Linked DNA regions of Gossypium hirsutum: region 1 is linked to region 2. Evidence: chromatin contacts called from public Hi-C data. All regions are on one chromosome and are shown on one strand. Each heading gives the region's core, a stretch centred on a gene start, on an enhancer-like site or on the middle of the called end of the contact. The rest is flanking DNA. Distances are from core to core; before and after follow the strand shown. Region 1 holds the start of LOC107898813 (protein translation factor SUI1 homolog 2). Region 2 holds the start of LOC107903348.

Evidence for each region. A called contact is a pair of places that touch in the nucleus more often than the background predicts.
Region 1: a Hi-C map of leaf shows a contact between it and region 2, with 2.4 times the contacts expected there. The contact joins the promoter of LOC107898813 here to the promoter of LOC107903348 in region 2. A contact is called at or near these places in 3 of 34 Hi-C or Micro-C datasets (hypocotyl and leaf).

What each region holds. Positions count from the first base shown.
Region 1 is chrA04:3,304,231-3,309,673 of Gossypium_hirsutum_v2.1, reverse strand. LOC107898813 (protein translation factor SUI1 homolog 2) reads left to right here and starts at 3,045. Exons shown (of 5, transcript XM_016824399.2): 1 at 3,045-3,323; 2 at 4,423-4,482; 3 at 4,564-4,769; 4 at 4,860-4,913; 5 at 5,160-5,384. The coding sequence starts at 4,446. The coding sequence ends at 5,204. TRNAG-UCC (transfer RNA glycine (anticodon UCC)) reads left to right here and starts at 1,089; the gene lies at 1,089-1,160.
Region 2 is chrA04:2,989,104-2,994,583 of Gossypium_hirsutum_v2.1, reverse strand. LOC107903348 reads right to left here and starts at 3,506. Exons shown (of 2, transcript XM_016829364.2): 1 at 3,361-3,506; 2 at 1,487-2,524. The coding sequence starts at 3,372. The coding sequence ends at 2,024.

The DNA.
Region 1 (5,443 bases), core at 1,796-4,295, 320 kb before region 2:
TTAAAATATTATCTTATATATTTTATTGAAAGAAAAAATTATTGCAAATACATTTCATCAACACATTTAGTACATAAAAAATCGAATATCGTGGGAAAGAAAAACAACGATAATAAAATTTGTAAATCAAAACAACGTAATTAAATTTGAGATTAATATATATATATATATATATATATATTTGTAGTCGATTGAGTCTTAGTTTCATTGCTATCGGTATTATTGTCTATGCAGGAGTATGTGGATTCGAGAACGTTAAAACACATTTATCCTCCTATTGAAAGAGTTAGGGAGGGATCATAGGTAATTGTAGGTAATTATCTGATTCAATTTGTAATTAGAGAAATCTACAATTGATAAATACTCCTAAATCACTTGTACACCATTACAAATACATTAATATATTTGACTAATTCAATAATAGTTTTACAATTAATCATATATTTCACTCAATTATGTTTTTAAATTGTTTAATACTCGAACCTCGTATGCTGATCTAATGGTCAGGGTGCTCACCGCTACAGGTGCAGATTGGGTTCGAGTTACAATGTTGTTAGGGCTTTGCCTTCCTGTAATTCACCAAAAATAGTTGTTTAATACTCTTAAAATTACTTGTACATCATTAATAAATTACTCGATTTATAGTTTAATTTAATTTAATATTATGAAAAGTTTATAAAATAATAATTGATAAATAATATTAAAAATGTGATAATACACCTAATTTACATGTTTATCATGCTTAATTTTTATAATTTTTTAATGAGATGTTGCTATTATTATTTTATTTTTGATTAGGTACAAAAGCAAACTAAGAAAGTACAAAAAATCGAAAATGCGAGCTGTTATCAAAGTTTTGAGTCGAGAATGAGTTGATGGATAATGATTTATTTTGAGAACTATTATTTTTAGATTTATTTGTAAAATAAATAATTTTATTTTTCATTAGGATGATGTTTTAATATTCTAGTATTTTATCTTTAAGATAATATTTTTAATTTTTTAGTATTTTATCTTTTATTTTAGCAATCTACATTGGAAGCCTTTTGAAATATTAAAATTTAAAATCACTTCACAATTATCATCAAGCGTTTGTAGTCCAACGGTTAGGATAATTGCCTTCCAAGCAATAGACCCGGGTTCGACTCCCGGCAAACGCAATTAATTCATCATTTCAAACAATTTCCCTTCCTTTTTCCTATGGAATGCAGGTGGTAACTGCTGAGTGTTTGTTGGATTAAAACATGAGAGCCTTAATGTTGGAAAAATTGTATTTTATGAAAACTTTAAGACATATTTTCAATAGGTAAAGGTGAATTGGAACCCTACCACATATCAGACTAATATTAACTTTTTAAATTGAAATAGTACTAATTTTTTTTTAATGATAATAGTAGTTAAGTGAGTTGATGTGAACATTCTCTTATTAATATAAGATTAATGATGAATTTGATGGACGGTGTATTTGCCTATGGTTAGTGTAAAAACAATGGTGGCTATGAGATTAGATACTATAGCGTAAGACAAAAAGTAAGCTAAACGCACCGCAGTGTACCCACCACCCATCCAAACCCACTCTAAAACTAAATTTTTAATGGATATAATGAAGAAACTATCACTTATTTATAAAGGTCAAAGTGTTAATTAGAGTTGTTCATGAGCCAGATCATGTCGAATATAAAAAATTATGCCCATTTTCTAGGCTCGGGCCCGGCCTGAAAAATATTATAATGTTAACATTCAGTGTTATTATTTTAGCTAAATTTTTATTTTAACTTTGCATAAGTTTTTAATAAACATATTTTTATATAATTTTTTATCAATATCATGAGTGTATCATAATCTAATAATGTTATTAGTAGGTTCAAATTGATAGTTTTATTAGTTAAACAAAAAAATTAGACTCGTACAAAATATAGACCAAACTTTAATTTTTGATATTTGAAGTTTGAACTCTAACTTAACTTGTTTTTAAGTTTATAATATGTTATTTTTTTATATATTATATAATTTATATTATATAAAAAATTAAATATGTAAATATTTAAAAAATGTTAATAATTTTTATTTATAAATTTAATGAAAGAAAGAAATCATTAAAGCATAATAAAAGAAATGAATATAAATAATTATTAAATATTAAATAAAATAATATATTTAAAAAATATAATAATATGAGTTAATCTAGATAAAGTTGAGTTAATCATTAATAAATATGAATAATATTAAACAAAATTTAAAGCTCATGTTTTAGGATGGCCGAACTTAAACACCTATGTATAATTATTGACAATAACATCGTACATGTGTGCTATCAAAATGTCACATGAAAAGTACAGTTAACCATATTCAAGCATAATAAACTTAATATACCTTCATCCTGTGAAATTATCTGTGAGCTTAACTAGTTAATTAAGTAAACTAGTTGAAATTAAGTTATTTAATTCAATATTTGTAATGATTGATTTTAATTGGAATGATTAATATAATTAATTAGTATAAAGATTAAATATACAAATTATACGTAATATAAGAATTAATATAAAATTTTGATGAAAAATAATCAGATTATATTTTATCCCCTCTATTAAAAAATAAGTAAATTATTATCTATACGTTAGATTAAAAATAAATTAGTCTTTTTTATTAAAAAATTCATACGTTTGTACTGTTAAAAATTGACGTGATTAACAAAATAATCAGATTAACATTGTGTGTGCCATATGTATATCATGCTAATGTAAGGAGACTAATTTTTAATAATAGAAATAAATAAATATTTTATAAAAAACTAATTTATTCTTTGATCTAATATAAATAAATTAATTTAAATATTTTTTAAATAAAAAATAAAATATTATTTGACTTTTAACACACATGCATTCTTCATATTATTTCGTAAAATTCTAACTTTTATGTCAAAATACAGTCGAATTTCAACATTATACCTCAGATTTTCCATATCATTTGTTTTGCACGCATGCTCATGGATTGCCAACTGTCCTCCTTTAATCATCACAAGCTATTTCTGGCGAGTACAATAGGAAATTCATAATCTGACGAGTGTAAATAACCCCCATCACCTAAAGTTGCGTACAACCTCCGAAAAATAGAAAAATAATAAATTTCTAATTAATAAATAATTTTCTAGGCCTTTCCCTTTAATTTCCTCGCCACCCAAACAAGGAAAAGAAAAAACCTACACCGCCATCCCTCGTAACGCACAGCGACTGTTCCCAGACTTTATCCGAGGAATTTCTTTTGTCATTTCGTTGATAATCCGAACTTCAATTCTTTAAAAAGGCTTTGGATTCTTGGATAAGGTAAACCAGTACCCTACAGCTTGTCTAGTTTTATATTATGTGTTCTTTTTAAAACTTTTTTTTTTTTTGGCTTTTGTTTGATCTTAAACTTTTCTGATGATGGGTTTTGCCTATATGATGAAGATTTCCTTTTATTTCCTTAATTTCTATGCATTTACCTGAATAAAAAGAACAAATTTAATATTCAAGATCACTTTTTTTTCCCTAGTTACGTTAAACTGGAAAATTTTAATTTAAATGTAGTGAATCTTTGGTCTTTAAATGCTAGTTGATTCTATAATCTGATTTTGTGATTAATTATAATGATTTTAGGAAGTTTGAATCTTTGCTTGTTAACAGTTTAGCCTATAGTTTCGGTTTTACAATGATTAGATATTTCTATGGTTTGAATTTGCATTTTATGAGTTTGTAAGGCTTTTGTTGTAATTAACTTGTTAATGGAAGGAAATGGATGCCAGCTTTGGTTTGATTGCCAAATGGTATCTAGGTTGCTTGATTTTTGTTTCTTCGATTTTGGTGAAATATGATTTGAATTCTTGTTGGTAATATGTTATATGAAGTTTGAATCCGATGCGGGTTTGGTTTAACATGTTTGGGTTGTTGTTAGACCTTTTTGATCAACTAAGTTCATGTTTTGGTTTGGTTGTCAATGGTATTTAGGCTGCCCTATTTATTGTTTCTTTGGTTTAAATGAAAAAAATATTCTTATTCTTGATAACAATATGCTATACAAAGCCGAATTTGATGGGGTTTGGCTTAACATATTCGGGTTGTTGCTAGGCCTCTTTGATCAACTAAGTTCATGTTTTGGTTTGGTTGTCAATGGTGTTTAGGCTGCCTTTAAATGAAAAATTATTCTTATTCTTGATAACAATATGCTATATAAAGTCGAATCTGATGGGGTTTGGCTTAAGATATTCGGGTTATTGCTAGGCCTCTTTGATCGTTCATGTTTTGCTTTGGTTGCCAAATGGTTTTTTGGCTGCCTGATTAGTGTTTCTTCGATTTTACGTGAATGAATTCTTATTCTTGATGATAATATGTTACATAAAGTCAAATTCGATGTCGCTTTTGCTTAACATGTTTGGGCTGTTTTCAGGCCTCTTTGATAAACAAAGTTTCATGTCTGATCTCGACGTCCAGGTTCCTACTGCCTTTGGTATGTTTCGACCTTAACATTGCACTATTAATAATTGTTCTAATTTCAGGTTTAACATGCCTTTTGTATTTGTTGTGTTAGATCCCTTTGCTGATGCAAATGCTGAGGACTCGGGTGCTGGTGCAAAGGAGTATGTTCATATCCGTGTTCAACAAAGGAACGGTAGGAAAAGCCTGACGACTGTCCAAGGGTTGAAGAAAGAATTCAGTTACAACAAGATACTTAAAGACCTCAAGAAGGAGTTTTGCTGCAATGGCACTGTGGTTCAGGACCCAGAATTAGGGCAGGTGTGTGTATAACCCTTTTAAACGATTATGGATAATATCTGTTATTCGTACCTGATGTCTAAGTTTGTTATGTTCTGGTTTTACACTCAGGTTATTCAACTTCAAGGTGACCAGCGTAAGAATGTCTCCACCTTCCTTGTTCAGGTAATTGTTATTGCTTCTTGGAATTAGTTGATGTTAAGCAAAAAGTAACTCGGACTAAGTTGTGAGTGTCGGTACGAGACTATGGGTGTGTGTCTAGCATGAGTATGTTTAGTTTCATATCACTATGCCCATTTCCGCATATGTCTTGGACAGGGGTTTTAGACAGGAAGGAAAATGACGAGTTGGAGCAATATATTGTGGTGTTTCAGTTCCTAAGTTCTACGGTCTTTTGTTTTTTTGGACCAGGCTGGCATTGTGAAGAAGGAAAACATCAAAATCCATGGTTTCTAAGTTGCAGCAAGCTTAAAGTTTTCTGCTAATCTGTGTGCCTTGTTTCGAACCTGGATATACTACCCGGTCAGGATATACTATAATAATATCTATGCCGTTATATCATTTCTTTTGCTTTCCAGTTCACTGGATTATGTACTGTTGGATGTTTTTGAAATCTATGAAAAGCTTGTTTCTCTATGATTCAAAGTTGAAACAAATGTTGTTATTTTAGCTTAAAATTGTTTCAATAATTGATT
Region 2 (5,480 bases), core at 2,257-4,756:
AGATAAATTTAGTTCACTTAACTCAATTTTAATTTTATTTATTTTATTTTATTTAATCAAATTTAAAATTGAAATTAATAAAATAAAATATCTTAATTTAATTAATTTAATATTTTTCTGATTTTGCATTAAAGGGAAAAAACCTAAATTAGGTGCAATTGGTGAATAAAGCAGGAAGATTTGGCAGTGGTGAGAAAGTCAGACATTTTAACATTTCAGTTCACTTCACTTCACCTAACCAAGACTTTATTAAATTTATTAGGCATATGAAACTCCCATGTTTTGCCCCTTGTCCCCTCTCTCTTTCCTGTTTTACAACATTATATCTAACCATTTTTAATATTATAAGACCACAGAGATTGATACGATCAAAAGGAGTAAAAGAACTCAACCCCCACAATTACCTCTCTACCTAAAAAGTACTTTAGTTGTGTTCATTGGACCAATATGCAAGATATTATCATCCTCACCCACTAGGTTTCATAGTTTTATTTATGTCTAAATGTATTGGATTTGCTTTTTAGATATTAAATGAGTAAAATAGTCATTACACGTTAAATTAAAAAGTAAATCAGTTTTTATTATACAAAATTTTATTTATTTGTACTGTCAAAAACTGGTATGGTTAACGAAATAACCTTATAGTTACATGAAATATGCCACGTATACCTCATGCCGACATACAAGACTAGTTTTTAATAGTAAAAATAGATGAATTTTTAATAGAATGACATGTTTACTCTCTTATTTAACGTATAAGTTGAATTTTTAATAGAATGACATGTTTACTCTCTTATTTAACGTATAAGAACTAATTTATTTATCATTTGAGTAGATAAGGTAAAATGTAATTCGACTCCTGTTTCCATATTACTTTACTGAAGTTATTCATATAAGTGTCTGACCATCCAAAATAATTGTATACCAGCTAAATCCTTATGAAAGTACTTGTATAAGGGTTTTTATTTCAACACTTCAAAAAAAGTTTGACAATTTCAAAAAACTTAGACTTTCGATTGAACACTTTTCATAAAGGTTTTATCATTTTATGACCATTTTAAAATATTTAACTTTTCCCCAAACAACCCATAAAAAGTTAGATTTGATCCTATTTGACCATTTTTATAGATTTTTATCATTATCATTTTGAAAATTTTGACCCTACAATAAACCCATTAAATTAGTCTTTGATTTGAGCATTTAAATATAAGTTATAGTTCAAACCATAGGAACCAAAAGATTAAGATACACTATTAGTCCCTATATTTTAACAAAATTTAAGATTTAATCCCTATACTTAAAGAGGTTAAAAATTATAAGTTTTTTTTTACATTTTTTTATTTAAAAATTTCAGTTCAATCTTAAAATTGTAAGTATTTTTTTGTCAAAATTTGTCAACTTAAAATTTTAATTAGAATATACTCATATGACAGCGATATATGATTAACAGAAAATAAACTAACAAATTTCGAATGAGATTAGCAAACATAATTCAGTTATACAATGCTGATGAACAGTAGTTAACTGACAATACTATGGCACCAAACAACATTAAAATAAAACCAATGTAATGTAGTTAAAACAAAACAGACACTTTTAGTTAGAAGCTTAAATGTTCAGTGCAGTTCATTTTAAATAAAGAGGCAAAGAACTAAAACCAGTGGAAACACCAAAAGTAAAGCATGCAAAGATCAAAATCCAGTGGTCAAAATGTTGCAGTTGATATGGCTGCACATCATTCTATTGAAATAGGCACCAAAGGCACTGTGGGATCCTTGGTAATGCAAGAGATCGAGTACTTCAACATGCTCGAGCTTGAATTAAGCAGCCGAGAAAGCTCGAAGAAGCCACATGGTAGGCCTATTGTTGGACCAGTTGTGGCAGCTGAAAAGAAGAAAAAAAGAGGAGCCAGCAAACTTGTAGCAAGCATTTGTTCTATGGTGGAAGTTTCGGAGAATAGGCCGGTCGGGGTTTCGGGTTCCGGATTTAGGAACCTGAAATCGGATTCAAAGAAGTTGGAAATCTAGACTATGGTCTCAGAAAGCTTGGAGAATCCAAGCTTCTTGAGACGATTCGTTATAGGGGTCGACCATGCCCTATCCGAATTCCCACATTTTATGTCCACTACTTCAACAATGTTTGATACTACTTTCTTGTCACTTTTTTGTCTAATAGGTGTTCTTTCTAATGCAACATTTTCAGAGCCAAGTATTGGCATCTGATGGACATTTTTAGTACTTTGGGGGCTTTTATAACTGGTGCTGTTGCGACCCCTGCTGGTGCCGGCTCCATCCAATGATTTTCTTGGTTGTAATCGTTTTAGAGTCGTTGAAGAACAGGCAACGGATGCTGGAATCCCCTGAGATTTGTGTCTAGGTGGTGTTTGCCTTGGTGTTTTAATGGAGTCTAGTTCCTCGGTCATAAGGGAACTAATTGTCCCTTTAGTCCCCACCTTAATTGATCCACCACCGCCATGGATAGCTTCCAGTTTATGAGCCATGTTTGATGATTCCTCTCCTAAAGGCTGTTATCCAACAACAAAAATGAATCAAACATATGAAAACTATACTAATCTTTTTAACGGCAGGTGTCACTGTCTGATTATTCTGTCAGTTACATTAATTTTTAATGATACATATGCATAAAATTTTTAATATAAATAATTAACTTATAAAATTTTTAATATAAATAATTAACTTACTCTTTAATCTGATATACAAAAACTATTTTATCTATTTTTTTTATAGAGGGATAAAGTATAATCTAACTCTTAGTAGCATCCATCGTGCTTTTTACTCTTTTCAACATATTTGAGTACCCATTGAGGAATTTCAACAAACAGATAGACATATGTTAGCTAATTGAAGAACGAAATAACTTAATCCAGTTGATTCATGCAAACATCCTCAATATATTTGCTTATCACAATTAAAACAATTTCAGTTCAGCTCATGAAATATGAATATGAAACTGCAGATTATGATTATGAATCAACCACTTAAAACAGTTTCATATTTAAACCAAGTTTTCCAGATTTTGAATCAAAACCCAATATAAAATCAAAATCATAAACTAAAATGAACAATGAAAATTCATTAATCCTATCAAGAATCAAGCAGAAACAGCACCAAATCCTCAAAAAAAAAACCCAACTTTTTAAAGAGATTCAATCATAGAACTTACCAACAACCAGCAATCATTCCACAATTACATAAATGACGGAAATTTAAAGCTTGCCACTTTATATACCAAGCAACATTGAAGGGTGAACTCAGCAACAGATTGAATTGAATCTGAACCCCAAAACAACAAAAAAAAAGTGGAACTAAACTATGAAAAAAAAAATAAAACAAAACCCACCGAATTTTTCATGTTTTCTGGACGAAGATCGGTGTGTTTGTTTATTATGTCACCTTCAAAACCATATCTAATCTTCTTTGTTTTTGAAATCCAACTTTTTCTTCTTTTCTTTTTTTTGCGAAAAGTATTTGTCTTTTGTAATATGTCAGACCAGTCAACAAATACCAATCATGTTGCAGTAAAAGCTGTCTCCCTACCAATTTTTCAAAAACCAATGGTTGTTTGCCACGTACCAATATTGGTATTCTGAACTTTGGACAAAGATATTTTAGTTCACATTGCTGACGAAGGATTTTCTTTTCTGTACTTCGGTTTGAAGTTTTTATTATCTGTAGTGTTAATAGGGAAAGAATTTTATGAAAATATTTTTTTCATAATTTAATATTAAATCAATAATTTTATCTTCAATTTTAATATTTTTATTTTGAAGAAAATTAAATTTAAATGAAAATATTAAAATTTAAGATAAAATTATTGATATGACATTAAATTATTGAAAATAAATAATATTACTATTTCATATAATCTTTTCTCGTGTTTATAAGATTAAGAAAATTAGAAATAAAAATAAATTTTTAACTTAAAATGTTGACTTTAATCGGTAAATTTCACCATTCAAAAAATAAATAAATAAATAAAATAAAATCAAAACCATTTTATTTTATTTTAAAGGCAAGGATTAGATTGAATTTAATAAAAATCCTAATTTTTAAAAATAATTATTGGATTAGGCTGTTTTTTTTGTAAACAAAATTCATTCTCATCCAGTTTTTTAAGATTAAGGTTTTGTTTTTTTTAAAGTAGGGTTAGAGTTTTGTGAATTTTAAAATTTAGAGTCAGTTTTGTGTAGAGTTTAGAGTTTTTTTTTTATATTTTTTAAGTTTTTTATATATCTTTTAGTTTTTTAATAATTATTTAATTCGGTATTTAGGAGCATTGTATTTACACCAATTATATATTCGAATTATTTGAATTATAAAATTTAATTCGATTCATGATCGATACCCCAGCCAATTCCCAGTCCAACAAGTCCAACTAGTGGTCCGGTCTAGTTTAAGTACATTGAATTTTGGAATTTTTTATATTTAAAAATCCTTTTTTAAATTTTAAAGAGTTTTTTTTTCATTTTTTAGAAAAAAATATAATTTTTAAATTTATTATGTTTTATTTAAAGTATGGAAAAATTATTTTTATGTACTTTTAAAGGGTAGTGATCAAATTGACAAAAAAAGTATAAATGTTGAGGGCTAAAAAAGTTATTTTTAACTTTAATGGCAAAATTAGACAGTGACAAAGATTTTCAAATAAAAAAAAATAAGGACTTAATGTTTCAAAATTAAAATATAAGAACTAAATTTAAATTTCAAAAGAATACAAAACTTATGCAATTTATTTCAATAAAACATTAATTTTACCTCAACAAATTGTATTTATCTATACTTACGTTGAGTTAGTATCACAAGTCAACTAAGTACCAACTCAGTTTAAAAATTACGTATAACACCCTAAAATCGGCCTAGACATTATGACTAGATCTGAAGATGCTACGTAAAATAGTTGTAAATCCGATTCGCATATACTTTAAAAACATTGTAAAATTTTGTTACCTAAAAACCTGTTTTATTAGAAAGCGTATTTGACATAACTATTTAAATGAAAATGTTGTTTATTTACATTTACTGAATAAAACAAATACTTTGTAGTGAAAATCTTATATCATTATATTTTGGAAACCAAGTTTGTTTCTTGAATTCGATAGTCTGTAGGAAAATAGTCGTTTTCGATAAATCGTTTTGTTAGTGTCATGCGTAAATTGAAAATAAAATCCAAAAATAAGATAGTCCTAAAATGTCCAAAACAGTCCAAATTTCACAAAACACTTAACCCAATTTAAAATAGTTAAAAAAAACGAAATACTAATATAACCAAACTTCCATCGGACCGACCCGCCTAAGTCTGAAGATTACTTGAAAATATCAATTAAACCGAGAGTGAATTTTGAAACTCAGTGTATAACAATAAACTTAACACAGTAAAATACATATCAGATAGATCTATTAGAAACATATTTATAGCAGAGCAGAGTAGATACAATACATAATCCTACCCTCAACCGCTAC